Regions from separate parts of the Mus musculus genome. Here region 2 is linked to region 1. A link is a contact called in public Hi-C data. All regions are on one chromosome and are shown on one strand. Each heading gives the region's core, a stretch centred on a gene start, on an enhancer-like site or on the middle of the called end of the contact. The rest is flanking DNA. Distances are from core to core; before and after follow the strand shown.

Region 1 (4,510 bases), core at 433-2,932:
GGAGTGGGTGGCCTGGGCTCAATTCTGTTATCAGAGGGAAACTTGGTACAAATATTTTCCAGAGGGAACCAAGTTAGGGTAGATTGAAGGACAGTAAAATGTGCAGCCAACCGGGTCAATATCCTGTATCCTTGTGGTTCATTTGGTCAGGGTATAGGAGCGAGGGCAGTGACCAGCCTTTGAAAGGCCACACCTAATGAGGGGCGCCTATGTGTGCTGTCCATGATGCTGGCAGCCCATCACCACACTCCCGAGTGGCAGGGCCCAAAGCTCTGGGTAACTAAATGTCAGCCCTGGACCCTATTATGCCTCCAAAAGACACATTTTCATGTGCTCCAGCGGAATAGCATGTGACACAGGACTCCCAACTGTGGGGCAGAGCTCAGAGCTCTCGGCGAAGACACGCGGGGACGGGGGGGGGGCGGGGGGGGAGAGACCACAGGCTTTTAGGTTTTTAAAGATCAGGGCGGCAAAAACACACACAGGAAAAATAACCTTTACTAAAGATTGCCTCAGCGCCCTTCAGCCAGACGAATGGAGCTACAGCAAGTGCAGAATTGAAACGCGAAAAGAAAATCTGGGCGCTGCAGTCTCCAAGCGCTGGCTCAAGTCGTGGGCTTCCCAGGGCTGCCTACCCTGTCCGCTCGCAGCTGCTCCCCAAAGGCGACAAGATCTGTCCGCTTCGCTCGGGCACACGGCCGGCCGCGGCTGGAAAAGCGACCAGCTTGGGATGTTCAGCTGCGGCTTTGGCGGAGCAGTCTACTCTGCCCGGCTCGCAACTCGCACGGACCCAAGGCGAGCCGAGCCCCGCCCAGCCGGTGGCCCAAGCGCAGCAGCTAGCCGCAGCGACCCGGTTCCCAGACCCGGAGGCCCGCCAGCCGCGCAGCCGGCCGGTGACAGCCAATGTAAGCGCGCTTCTGCGCGCGTCAGCTTCCCGGCTCGGCGCGCAGCGCTAACTTCACCCCGGCCCCTACCGTCCCAGCCGCCCGTAGGACTCACCTTCTCCTAGCAGCGGCAGGAGCAAAATCAGCTTCAGCCCCAGCCCTGCGGCGCCGGACGTCGCTTTCGCCATCGCCCGTGCGCGCGAGGGCCGCGGTTGAGGAGCAGGCGGGTCTCGGCGGCGGTGGGGTGCGGCGCTCAGCCGGGCCTCCCCATGCCAGCCCGGGCGCAGCGGGCACTGCGGGCGCGTTGCGTCCGGGCGCGACTCCCAGCTGCGGACTCGGAGCCGCTCTCTGCTGTTGCTTGCACGGCTCCGGTTGCGGTACTGATGAGAGACCTGCGCTGCCTGCGCCCGGGGAGCGGACTGGGGCAGGGCAGGGCGCAGAGGGAGTGGCAGCGAGAGGGGCGGGACCAGGGGTGCGGGTGTGTGTGGAGGGGCGGGGCTCCAGGTACTGTGTGGGGCAAGGTGGGGCGGCACCCGACTGCTAGGGGAACCTCTATTTCCTCTCTAGATGAGCGCGGGTCGGAGCTGGGTGCGTGTGGGTTGTGGTGCGGGTGCTGGTCTACTAAAGGTAACCTGGATCCATGATCATTTGCCGGCATAGCCACTTTCTCACCCCGTGCGTCTCGCTTGCTGTTTCTGTTAGTCCTTTCCCGCCGCCCAGAAAGAGCAACACAGAAGATTCGGCGTCTGGGCCGACTGGTCACCTATACTCGCAGAGACCCAGAGTCTAGAATGATGTCCCTCCAGTCTCTGGACGCGAAGAGCATCCTCCGCCATTTATCAAGGGGGCGGGAGTGAGAAGCGCGTTTGGAGCCTGCAGCTTCTTCTGGGGTTAGAGGCGGGAAGAGGGGAGGAGCCCTGATCAAGAGAAAGAGGGACAGAGAGCCTGCTTCCAGTGTACAACATATCATGTGGTGAAGACGGTTGGGGGTCCTGTTGGGCTTGTTTGTGATTCCCAGGACCGGTACAACCAATAGGACCAAGACACTGGCTAATTGCACACCTTTCAAAGAGACCTGCTACCGTTGTCGTCTGGTGCAGTGCTGGGAATTGTATGCGCTTATCCCACCAAATAGAAGAGCTCTTAGGATGTGAACTGACTGATAGGGCAGCGGCTACAGGGGTGTTGGGAAGGATGAAAAGAGAAGTTTGCCAGAAGAATCGAACTCTCCCTTCCCCAAATTATGACTAAATATATTTACCCTTGATATGGGAGCCTCTAGGCAGGAAATAGAAGGTCGGATGCAGGCTCTAGATGCCTGTGAGGAAAACCCATCTCTCCCTACTCCCAGCTGCTTTTTGAAGCATGGCTTGCAACTAGTAATGGAAGGAAAGAAAAACAGACGCCTGTAGGACCTTGGAGTGAACAAACAGGTCCTGGAACCTGAGTCTGGGGAGGGGCTCAGCTGCTCCTCTCCTTCAGTATGCAGAGCCCCACCCTCCTGCCCGACTGAGCTCAGGGTTGAATAAGCAATCTCTGTACATCACTCTGCAGATATGAAGTCAAAGTGAAGTCACCCTCACAGGCAGGAGCAGAAGCTGCCAAGACATAGGCTGACTTGGGACCAGGCCAGCTGAGATCTTATTCAGAGCCTGCCTGCTGATCCGTGGGTATCCAGACCACCAGCCTTCTAACCTAGAAGAGGCACCTTGAGATCACTGGCCTTGGGTTTATGGGGATGGAATTAGTCACAAGGTGCTAATACACTGGATCCCTGGAGTTATCACTTGGGCCTGTGTCCAAGGAAGGGACCTGAACAGGAAGGTTCTCTCTCTCTCTCTCTCTCTCTCTCTCTCTCTTCCTTCCTTCCTTCCGTTCTCTCTTTCTCTCTCTCCCTCTCTTTCTTCCTTCCTCCCTTCCTCTCGCTCTCTCTCTTTCTCTCTTTCTCTCTTTCTCTCTTTCTTTTTTTCCCCCCTACAAACAGGTTCCTGTGGCTGTTTTCCAATAGAATGCAAAGAGAAAAGAGGTCTGGTCCACTCTTCCAACCAGCCTCACTCTCATACCTTCTTCACCGACACTGGGATGAACTCTGCCCATTTTAAGGACCCAGGCAAGAGTACACTCTTGTCTCTTCCTCAGGCCTTCACAGCCTTGAGTGTCCAGATAGCATGGTCGGGACATTTCCCTCTCCTCTGAAGATCTTGAGTGGACTTTTACTCGAGCCCCTAGACATGCATATGCATGCATGCATGCAACCATGTTCAGATACATGGACCCTACATACTTGAGTGCATAGCAAACCCTTCCCTGTGTACGCCCCGGGAGCTGAACAGAGACAGCAGCAGTGGATCTGAGGGAAGCCATGGACCAGCTGCCATTGAAGACCACATGGAAGGTCCAAACTTTGCTTGACCTGGCCCAAGATATTAACTCAGTTTTCAGAATCTGAGCACGGTAGGAGGGAGCTTCCTCTAGGGGAGGGGAAATGGCTGTCTCCCTGTACCTAGGGCAGGTTTGAGGCCAGGCTCAAAGGTCTCTTAGCCTGTGAGTCACCTAGGAAGCCCCACTCTTTGCTCCTGTCTTTTTTTTTTCTTCTCTGGGGAAGGTGAGAGTCTGCATGAGGTTCTATTTTTCTTTTCCTTTTCTTTGTCTTTGTATTTTTTGACGCTTCCTAATCTATTTGCTCTGAACCTCAGTTTCCCCTGTTGTAAACATCTTCCTCCCAGAGAGAGGACTTAATCTGTAGTAAAGGGAATACATACGCAGATGGAACTCAGTGCCAGCACCAAGCACATGCTCAGTAAAGTCATAACCACTGTCTTGCCTCGGTTCCCCAGAACTTGACCTTGACCTTCCCCCATTCAAGGTCACAAGTGCTCTAGGACCTGGAGTCGGGCCTAGTCTGATAGGAGCTAAGTTCCACCCACAGAGATACTTTGTCTTCCTTCCTTCCTTTCTCTCTCTCTTTCTTTCCCTCTTTCTTCCTTCCTTTTTTTCTTAAAAAAAAATTGATACTAGAGATTGAACCCAGATCTTCAAGCATGCTAGGCAGATTCCTACCACCAAGCCACTACCTGTACGTAATCTAAAAAGCAGAATCCCCCCAAGAGGCTGTGGTGCAGGCTGCTGCCTCCGAGTGATGTCACTTGTGTTTGGATCTTGGCACCTATGCAGCTCTACCTCTCCCAGCCCTTTGTGTCGTCAGCGCACAGAAGCTGACTGATGACCGTGGGGAGTTGACAGGTAGGCGGCTCACATGCTGTTTTTGTAGAAAGTGGGAGGTTGCGCATGGCTCCTGAGTACGTGAAGCCTACCTGGAGCCCCTTGAGTCTTGCTCCAGTAAAAGAGGGTGCTCGAGGAATATGGTGGTCTAGGTACAGGGATGTTCAGAGGTATCAAGAAAGTTCAGTGCAGGGACGGGAACATGGCCCTTGGGGCCTTCAAAGAGGTGTCATAAGTCCAGAGTACAACTCAGACTGGGAAGCACTGGAAAGGAAGGTCCCTCAGAGTGGACATGGGCACTTCCCCTGTAGGCAGTGTGACACAGTAGGTGGAAGCACAGATTCTGTGACCCTGTTGGGGGTACTACTCAGCACTCTCTCCCCATTGCACTCCACTATGGGTGG
Region 2 (3,982 bases), core at 533-3,032, 95 kb after region 1:
TGTAAAGATTTTAATGCCCACCTCGGGGACTGTTTGGGGGAGAGTGACAATGGCCAAATGGCACCCACCTTATTCCACAGATGGGAGAAACGGAGCTGCAGTGAGGACAGGGCCTGCAAGCTCTGCCACAGAGCGCATGCCTCACGCCCTAGCTCAGCAGTCCGGAGCACCGTGGGCCTCTTTCAGGGAGCACCAGGCTCTTCAGCTCTGTCCACGCTGTCAGCACAGGGATAATGCAGTGTTACATATTGCATGAGGCAGGCTGCTGATGAAGAGCATCAGCGATTCTTGCTTACAGGCTGCTCCACCTCTGGGCTCCGTGATCAATAGGCACCTTGGGGAGGGTTGGAGGGATCCACAGAGGTCCATGGACGAGATACTCTGAAGTCTTTTGCTAGGAAGTACAGCACATGGGCAATGCCGTCTGTGGTTATCACAGCCAAGTGGTCTGAGAGTATAGGACAGCTGTGTGCCCGTCGCTGCAAGTCCAGGCCAGACAAATGTGATAATGTCCCTTCATTCCTGCCCCTGCCAGTAATGTTTTTACTCCGCTTCATACTCAGTCCACCGTGGTCTGCCTTGCCTCATGGTACCACCAGGGCCTGGACCTCAACCCTGCCAGCTTCGTGGCCTCCAGCTGAACTCCTCTATTTCCCAGTGCTATCAGCTTCCCTCGGGTGACCTGAGATGAACACCTGTGGTGGCTGCCCTCATTTGACAAACAGGCATCTTCCCAGGTACCTTGGCCTGCAGGTTCTATTGACAGCTGCTGACAGCTGGTCTCCATGTCTTGCCTGACTGCCTTCCCCAAGGCTGTACTTGCCTTTACCACAGCCTGCACGGGTGAAAGAAGATATGGATGCTTTACCAGGAGACAGGGCAGAAAGAGTCCCTCAGAGGGACTCCACCTTCTACTTGTAGATGGTCCAACTCTTGCCAGGGCTGGGCTGGCTGGCAATGGTAGAGATAGCTCAAGCCTGACAGATGGTATGGGCAGGAATAGGGTGGGGATCTTTCTTTGTGGACTTGTGTCTTCCCTCCCAAGTTCTCTGAGCTGGTTAGGTAGGGGAGAAGCTCTGAGGTTCTCACTCAGAGGAAGTAGTGCTGGCATCTGAATCCCCAGTAGGCAATGGGATGAAACCGTGTTCTGGCAGGAGGCCTACACCACAGCAGTTTTCTGCTGGTACCTGATGCTTGTAACCAGGACATGGTCCTCCTGCAAAGTGACTAGTCCCCTGTCTTCTGCCTCAGCCTGAAGTAGTTGCTGTCCTGTAGCCTGGTACAGCCCCATTCCCTTCTCACCTCCCTGCTTCATCGTTTCTCAGCCTGATCTGGCCCTAATTTTAGGGGTAGGCTGCAGTGCAGGATCCCTGGGAAACTCTAACTTGCTGGATCAAGAGACTCGGCTATTAGCTCCTGCCCTGCCTCTCTCATCTGTGAAACCAGGTCACACCAGATCACCGCCTGATTTCCATCAGCACTGTCTCTCAGAGGGTCCCCAGGGTTCTGTGAAAACAGACTGGCCCATGGCCCAGCCCATGGAAGGTACAGTCTCACTCTTGCTCTCCTGTCTCCAGATAGGATCATCATCAATAAAAGTGTCTCCATATTTCATTAAAGTGAATTACTGATGGTTTGTCTGGGGGGTGTGGGGGAGTGGCAAAGTGCTGGAAGCCGACAGACAGAAGCTTCCAGGGAGCACAGAGCCAGGGGAGCAGCCAGACACCAGGCTGGGTAGGGCTGGCACTGGGATTCCAAGATCCCCAGACCTTGGAAGGGACCTGATTGTAGGGAATGGCTTGTTCCCGGATGTGCTAGGCTAACCCCCTGAATCATAAGCTAGCCCAGTCTGGCTCCACTCCCTGATTAGATGACAGTTGATCTCAGCTGTAGGTCTCAAAGGGCTATGAGCACTCATGGGTGGGAATGGCAGTTCTCCAGCCTCCAGGGCATAAAGGCAGTGGGGTGCTGAGCACAGTTGGTGTCCTAAGGCCTGGCTGACTTCCAGGAGGTGACCTGTTCTACTCTGTGTGCTGCATCATTAGCTGGAACTTCCGTAGTGTAGTGACAGCATCCTGCCAAGGACCAGTTCACAGGTTCAAGGAAAGCAATGGCAGAGGATCAGCACTGCCCAGGGATGGAACACAGGGCAGATTTCATCTACCCACACTCTGCCTAGAGCCTGGTGGTCTAGCTTCAGAGAAGCATTGTGTCTCTGACCCCCAGGCTTGTGGACCTGTCACCAGGACAGAACAGCAGGCTTCAGAGCTATAAGAGTTCAGAGAGGACCTTTCCTCTCCCACAGCTGTCCCTCATAGCTCCTCCACAGCAGGGTGGCTCTTAGGCACCCCCAGGAGGGCAGACCCAGCAGCACCAGGTGAGAGCACTCTTAGTCCTCCTCTATCACTGGGGTGGGGTTGGATCTTCCTGTCCCTCCCTCTTGCCCTCTATCCTGAGGCTCAGATCTGAGGTTCTCTGTCCCTCTGCTGCCTGTCCTCCCAACCCCTGTGTTAATGGGCCACATCCATTAGGGCCGATGACAGGGACTGCCAGAACTGCCACCAATGAGATGTCCTTTGATCTCTGTGCAGCAGGAAAAAGGAAGGCCAGGAAGAGGAGGTGACCTTTTCTAATAGCCAGTGTAGACGAGCTCTGACTCTATAAACCAGGGTGCTGCTTGTAAGGCACAGAACAGCCAACCTTCTCTGGGAGAAAGGCCTGTATCTATACCAGACATTCTTCAGAGGAAGGACATGGACTCGGGTAGTCACGATAGACATCTTGAGGGGCTCACGGTACCCCAGTACACCTAGACCAATCCCAAGGAGGGTGGGAATCATTTGTTTTCAAACGTTTCCTGGAACCTTCTCCTCCATAAAAGGGTTTGTCTCTCTTTAGGAGAGGCCTGAGGTGAGCATCCTACATCCTTGGACATCTGAGGCCTCAGCTCTTCTCAGAGATTCCCCTGCCCTCCTAAGACCATCTGAATCTGAAAAGACTCTAAAGGCAGCTGGACGGACATGAAGGGTCCAGAGCACGAGGCACAGTGTGCACCTTCTTCACAGCACAAGTGCATCTGAGGAGTTCAGCATCCAGGCTGCCTCTGCCTGCCTTACCTGGGACTGTCCTGTGGATGCAGGTCAGACAGAGCCTAGGCTCTGACCCTGGGGTGCTGACCCTGCACTATGGAGGAACACTATCCTAAAGTGTCCCTAAGTGCTGTCTCACCAAGGGTAATGTCTTTGGGGCTAGTGACTGAACAAGAGGACATTCAACTGTTGTCCTTCTGTGCTCCATAGCTTCCCTTGATGCTCTCACAAACAGCAGCCAGTAGATCAGAGAAGGAAGAGAGACTTGGTATCCAACTGGTCCTCTGGTTCCTAAATCATCTCCTAGACAATGGCCTCTCCCTCTTTCCCAACACTGTGGGTTCCTAGTCATGGTCCAATGCAAGGCCAGGTGGGATAGCTGCTCCCATGCTCTGGAGGCTGCCCACTGCACCACCCTGCTAAGAGCCTCCAGCTCCCTGAAGTTGTGAGGCAAGCCTGAGGAGTGGCCCCAGGCCAAACCTGAAGCGATCACCCTCCACCACAGATGTGAGTCCCCACATGAGGCCCCTTTTGAGACCTGGTTGTGAACATTAGTCATCCTGTTCCAAGAGATTCCAGACATGGGTCGCCATGAGACTATTTTAGATAGATAAAAGGACAATTATTATTAGCAGAAGAAAGAAAGAAAGAAAGAAAGAAAGAAAAAAAGAAAGAAAGAAAGAAAGAAAGAAAGGAAGGAAGGAAGGAAGGAAGGAAGAAAGAAAGAAAGAAAGAAAGAAAGAAAGAAAGAAAGAAAGAAAGAAAGAAAGAAAGAAAGAGAGAGAGAAAGGAAAATGCAGAGCAGAAAATAGAAATTGCAAAACGAAGACAGGTATGGAGGCACAAGAAGAAAAGGGGTGGAAGGTGAAATGGAGCAGAGAAGAAAAAAGGAA

What was found. Hi-C and Micro-C count contacts between places; a contact is called where the count stands out from the background.
Region 2: a contact with region 1 is called in a Hi-C map of the N1E-115 cell line, with 2.8 times the contacts expected there. The contact joins the enhancer-like site here to the promoter of Ret in region 1. A contact is called at or near these places in 8 of 39 promoter capture datasets (the 3T3-L1 cell line, the SN4741 cell line, cranial neural crest and 4 more), 8 of 484 Hi-C or Micro-C datasets (the N1E-115 cell line, embryonic stem cells, hematopoietic stem and progenitor cells and 4 more), 6 of 115 datasets of contacts at active chromatin or transcription factors (VIP interneurons, craniofacial prominence, embryonic stem cells and 2 more) and 2 of 9 other capture datasets (adipose tissue and liver).

Annotation. Positions count from the first base shown.
Region 1 is chr6:118,196,062-118,200,571 of GRCm38.p6, forward strand. Ret (ret proto-oncogene) reads right to left here and starts at 1,683. Exons shown (of 19, transcript NM_001080780.1): 1 at 1,000-1,683. The coding sequence starts at 1,072.
Region 2 is chr6:118,290,664-118,294,645 of GRCm38.p6, forward strand. No RefSeq gene overlaps it. Among named protein-coding and RNA genes, the nearest start is that of Gm30498, 16 kb to the right of the region's middle. Within about 2 kb of position 1,783, at least 8 of the 459 cell types and tissues checked have an H3K27ac peak or open chromatin away from gene starts, as enhancers often do. A contact at or near this core is called in the N1E-115 cell line and muscle stem cells, where this site is marked.